2 separate regions of the Mus musculus genome follow, and region 1 is linked to region 2. The links are chromatin contacts, called in public promoter capture Hi-C maps. All regions are on one chromosome and are shown on one strand. Each heading gives the region's core, a stretch centred on a gene start, on an enhancer-like site or on the middle of the called end of the contact. The rest is flanking DNA. Distances are from core to core; before and after follow the strand shown.

The links. Promoter capture Hi-C pulls out the DNA fragments that hold promoters and counts their contacts.
Region 1: a contact with region 2 is called in a promoter capture Hi-C map of embryonic stem cells, with 2.9 times the contacts expected there. The contact joins the promoter of Odf1 here to the enhancer-like site in region 2. A contact is called at or near these places in 5 of 39 promoter capture datasets (embryonic stem cells, hippocampal neurons, liver and 1 more).

Annotation. Positions count from the first base shown.
Region 1 is chr15:38,217,756-38,220,455 of GRCm38.p6, reverse strand. Odf1 (outer dense fiber of sperm tails 1) reads right to left here and starts at 1,253. Exons shown (of 2, transcript NM_008757.3): 1 at 749-1,253. The coding sequence starts at 1,026.
Region 2 is chr15:37,214,666-37,217,494 of GRCm38.p6, reverse strand. No RefSeq gene overlaps it. Among named protein-coding and RNA genes, the nearest start is that of Grhl2, 17 kb to the left of the region's middle. Within about 2 kb of position 1,419, at least 19 of the 459 cell types and tissues checked have an H3K27ac peak or open chromatin away from gene starts, as enhancers often do. A contact at or near this core is called in embryonic stem cells, where this site is marked.

The sequences.
Region 1 (2,700 bases), core at 4-2,503, 1.0 Mb before region 2:
TTAATCCACTGGATGGGTGTACAGTCATTTATATAACCAGGGGACAATGCCCACTTCCACCATTTCTCCCCTGTATACAGACTGTATATGTTAAAGTGAGGAAAGGATAGGAAAAGAAACTAAAGAAATATTACCCTCCCCCCAATTATATTATCCAATTCCATTGAGATCCCAATCTACTATGCTGGCTGCAACCTGTGATGTCGCAAATCCCTTCTGAGGTTGGAGGGGAGGCCAGCACAGCAGCCCTAGCTATAGATCAACTCTGCCTGAGACTCGGTGGGAGAACGATTCCCACACACTGGGGAAACGCCTCCAGTGTTCAGCCTCTGCTGTGGAGGCTTCTGGCCCACAGTAAGGATTTGACTGATTTTGACTTTCTTCTCCTGCAGTCATTTCTGCAAGCCCAAATACACTCAGATCACCTCAGTCATTCCCAGATTTGTTGAGTTTGCTGTTTCCAACAGCTTTTTAATGACACCCCTATTTTACCTTCATTAAGGCTACCCTATTTACCACACTGCCCCTCTAGACCTCTCTATTCCCACTGCTGGCCCACCTACCCTTCTCTTCTTAAGCCTCTCCTGGTCACCCTGAGTCACTATCTAGATCCCTTTTCACATCCATTCATCTGTCACTTTCCCCATGTCCCCGCCTCTTCCCACCGATGTGGCAGCTACACTGATTCTCAGGTCACACCCTCTCCCTTGGCCAACACTCTTTCTTATCAATGGCGCAGATTGCTTTCCTCTCTAAACTGCGGAGCGATGGGCGAAGGCAGTACAGCTTGTAGTCACACAGGCAGCACGGGTAGTAGAGGTCACACAGGCCACAGGAGCGGGATCGCTTGGAGTAGCAGAGGCAGTAGGGATAGGGATGCAGGTCGCAGCAGCAGTACGGGTGCATGTATAAGTCACACAGGCAGCGGGAGCTGATTTCGTCGATACATCTCAATTGTCTTAATTCTCTGTCCACCTTCTTTATGTCCCTCCTAACACTGTCCAAAAGACAACTCAGTGCGGCCATTATGGTCACACCTTATTGTTCTGTGAGTACCTTTGGGAAATGGCACTCAGAGGAAAAAATTGTTCTAAGCTCTTCTCAGAGGCCTCCTTTAAAATTAAATGAGCCACACATGATTCACTTACTTTAAAGCTTGTGTTCTGTGACCTCACCCACCCTTTAAGTATGTCATAGTCTCTTGGTTACCATGCCAACCACAAACAGTTATGGTCCCCTGAGACCCTCCTCAGGGTTTCTCCCAGGAAGGTATTCCTACCAAGAGCTCGCTCACCCTGGGTGCTGGTGGACCTTGAGGGCTTCCCTTTAGTGTCCTTGACTTGTAGGAGTTAAGACAGTCATGGCTGTCATTGTGGAAAGGGCAGGAGCCACTTGGCTCTAGTCTCTGTGTCCCCATTAAAGGCCTGAGCCTCGTTGTAAGATTCTTTTTGGCTGTTGGCCCTTCTTTCCCACCAAGTCAGTCTCAAGTCTGCCTTTGTCATTGGCTTTCTCAGTCGCACATCTCTGAGTCCCACCCATTATTATTATTATTTCCTGGTGCCAGGGATCAAACCCAGGGTCTCATACATCACAGACAACTGCCCGTCCTCTACCAGCTAGGGTTCTAGCTAGCCAGGAACATCAGTTCTCCACTAGCTGGAGCCCAGAAGCTCTTGGCTTCTACTGCTCAGGGTTTCTGTCTACAGTCATCGCCCCACAACAAGGACCTGAGGTCTTGTTTCTAAGCCTCCAAGTGTCCCCGAGTGGCCCTAAACATTGGTCCCTGACCCTCTTCCACTCTCCGGAACCTTTTGCTTCAGCCATGCCCCATTCTCTAACATGGATCAACCTCTAAGACTGCAAACTCACCTCAGATTTGACTTGTACTTCTTAATCTGCTTCTATCTCTCAAACCTCTAGTCCCTTCTTCCTAGACTAAGTCCTAGGGAGGACACATGAGGACAAATGGATGCGACACCAGAGAGGCAACTAAGAGCTGGGCTTGAAGGCCACAGTTAGGGGTTTGACCTTTTATTTTCATTTCAATAAAGGATCATCGATTATCCCTCCTCCCCTATTGATAAGTGTTAAATGTGGGCCAGACCCAGTGAAGAGGCAAGGAGGGTCCAGGCTGGCGGTCACAGCTCAAGGGAGCATAAAAGGGAAGCTGGCAAGATGGTTCAGAGATAAGAGCTTTTGTGCTCTTACAGAGGAGGGCTGGATACTCAATCCTGATGAGGTGGTTCACAGCCACTGTAACTCCAGTTCCACTGTAACATCAGATCCATGGACAGGGATCTGATACCCTCTTTTGACCACCACAGGCCCCAAGCACGAACATCTTGCACATACATACATGCAGGCAACACACACATAAGATAAATCAAAACTTAAAAAGCAAAGAAACCAATGGGCTCATTGTCCCACACTCAAGCTCCACCCACTCTGTCCTTTCCACAAGGTAGCCAAAGTGATTTCAGATATAAATTTCTCCTACCTACTTCTCACCTTAAACATCGGTCTTCCCTAATTTTTTTTTGTTCTTGTTTTTGGAGACATGGTTTCACAAGGTAGCCCTAGCTGGCCTGGAACTTACTGTGTACAGCTGGCTAGCTTTGAACTCAAAGAAATTTGCCTGCCTCTGTCTCCCGAGTGCTGAGTTGAAAGGCAGACAGCACCACACCCAGTTTGCTTTAGCCT
Region 2 (2,829 bases), core at 170-2,669:
TTCGGCGTGGTGCCTGCAGCATCCACCCATGTTGTAGCACTTGGCAAGACTTTCCAAGGTTGGATAATAATATAATATAATCCCATTATGTTCACACTGCATTTTGCTCCTTTTGTTTGTCCTGAGGATTGAATCTTTCTTTCCTTTTATTTAGTTTTTTTCCCCCTAAGACAACCTTTTTTTTTTTTTTTTTTTTTTTTTTTTTAAGCATGCATTTATTTGCTGGGAGGAGGGTACTGCCGAGCACACAGGGAGGAGGTCAGCAGATAATATGTAGAATCAGTTCACTCCTTCAACCATGTGGGCCCTGGGGGTGTCAGGCTCAGCAGCAAGCACCGTCACCCTCTCACCAGCCTATGAAAGCTCCCTTCATGTTTCCGTGGTGGGCAGTTGGGTTGTTTATCTGCATGCAATCGATTGTGAATAATGTTGCTATGAGCACAAATACAGATGCCTCGTTCATACTCTGTTGTCAGTTGCCTCTGATATGAACTCAGGAGTGAAACCCAGTCTGATTTTTAACTTTCTAAGGAATAATATATCACCTTTAAAAAATGCCTTTATTTTTTTGAGACAGGGTTTCTCTGTGTAGCCCAGGCTGGCTTCGAACACAGAGATCTGCCTGCCCAGTGCTGGGTTTAAAGGCAGGTGCTATCACAGCTTAGGTTACACAGAAACCAGCAGAGAAGCCCAGCCCTACAGGTGGGAGGAGAGAACCAACTTCCCTCAGTTGTCCCCTGACCTCTGTATGTGCACACGGACACATTTTTTTTTTAATTTTAAAATTACTTATTTACCAGCTTCAACTTTACTCATTTTATGTAGTTGGGTGTCTTGCTTCATGTATGTTTATGTGTCATAAGCATACCTGGTACCCGTGGAGGTCAGAAAAGGACATCAGATTGTCCTGGGACTGGAGCCAGCCCAAGTGAGGTGCTGGAAACCAAACCTCCGTCCTCTGAAAGATCAGCACGTGCTCTTAAACGCTGACCTATCCACCCCATCACAATATTTTTCTTCTTTCAAATGGGCAAAAGAAGAAAAGAGCAGGGGAGACTGTGTTGTATATACTGAGACCCAGAGAGAAGGTTCTAGAACCAGGCACACTTAGGCTTGAAATGTGGCCCCGCTGTGGCCTTGATGTATAGAAAAGTCACTTCACCTTTCAGATCACTGCTATAAAAGGGGACCAATAATGGCCAGGTTAGATCACAAAATGGCTGGGTTTTAAGTGAAGGTGTTTGTAAAGAGCCTTGTGCATGGAAAAGAAGATTTTTTAGTTCTCTCCTCTCCCTCTAAGACTAGAGAAAGCAGCGCCGCTTTGCTTAAAAGCATAGAAGAAAGATTCAGCCCCATTCTTCACAATGCACGTCTTTGTCAGGCGCTAAGCAAACCCAGAGTAAGGTTAAGAAGCCTGGGCCACTGTCTCTGCTTAGATCGCTCTCAGTTCTCTACCTCTCTGAACTGCCCCCTGCAGGGGCCGTCGGCCTGAAGCGAGCCTGCCTCCTCCCTGACTCCAGCCCATGCTGGGCACAAAGGGGTCTTGGGGTGGAAAGACCACCGCCCCTTGCTGCTTACTCCCTTTGTCATTAGCAGACGTCTCCTTCTCCAAGGACCAAAAGGTTAATAGAACGAGGGTGGGGGGCTCTGCACCTAGGTCTTGCTGCATGCAAAGGAGATCTCCCTTCGTGTCAGTACATAAAGCATACGTAAAGGCAAGGTCACGCACGCCGCCAAGGGCACCACCGCCCAGGGTTCCATAGAGCTCCCAGGGACAGTCAACTCAGTTGTTCTTTATTTACAAATACAGGAACCGTCCCAGCTGTGTTTCTGATTGTCCTCACGGTCTGACGTTGAAGCTTTCAGTCACTGCTCATTGCGGCTTCTTGGGGCAGATTCCGTGACTCACAGGCTGTGGGATTCCTTAGCTCACATATCTTTCTGTCTTTTAGTCCTGTGCCTCAGACCACGAAGATGCTCTAACCCCATGTTTGTACAGCAAACAAACATCTCCCTTCCCCACGATCCACATTGTTTTTGATCGCTCAAACTGACTTATTCAAATGCAGTTTTAAGTAAAGGCAACAGACAAAATGCAGTTCTCTGTGATTCTCTGTTCTAAAGCCACCACAACGCTGACTCTCATCTTTCCTCCAGAGCTCCAAAGAGACTCGAATGGCTGTTTGTTTACTTAATGTGTGAGGGGTTCCAGGACCAGAGTGGGAGACAAGTCTCTCTCCCCCACATCCATTCCTTCTCTGGGATGCCACCATGCTTGCCAGAGGGCAGGGGGCTGGTCCCCTCTCTTGATGGAGTGTGCACACTTGATGGTTTTACAGCCAACCATCCTGACTTAGATGAGAGGGAAGACAGCAGAAATCATCCAGGGCATCGCAAGGTCTGAAATGACTGTCCTAATTGGACAGATACAACTCAAGCTCCTCTCAAGGCTCTGGCTTCCTTGACTTCCAGTATCTTCTTAAACTGAATGCTCAGAGCTAGCTGCTTCTTATCCACAGGGAGGGCACACCACCATCTGCTATTCTAACTGCCAGTGAGATGAGAAACTCTTCCAGTCCACAGTCACTAGTGTAGGGTTGGCTCCTGTCAGGTGCTGGCTTGACCATGTTGTACCAGCATATGAACCAAGCTAGTGGATTTCAGCCTTCACTGCACTGTTTTTGTCAGGTGGTAAATTTAGAGAAGAAGGAGGAGGGGGATGGGGGAGAGGAAGAGGGGGAGGGGGTGAGGGAGGGGGAGGGGAAGAAAAAGAAGGCATCCAGGCTCTGCCCCAGAGATCAGCATTCGATGGGTATAGGTAAAAGCATT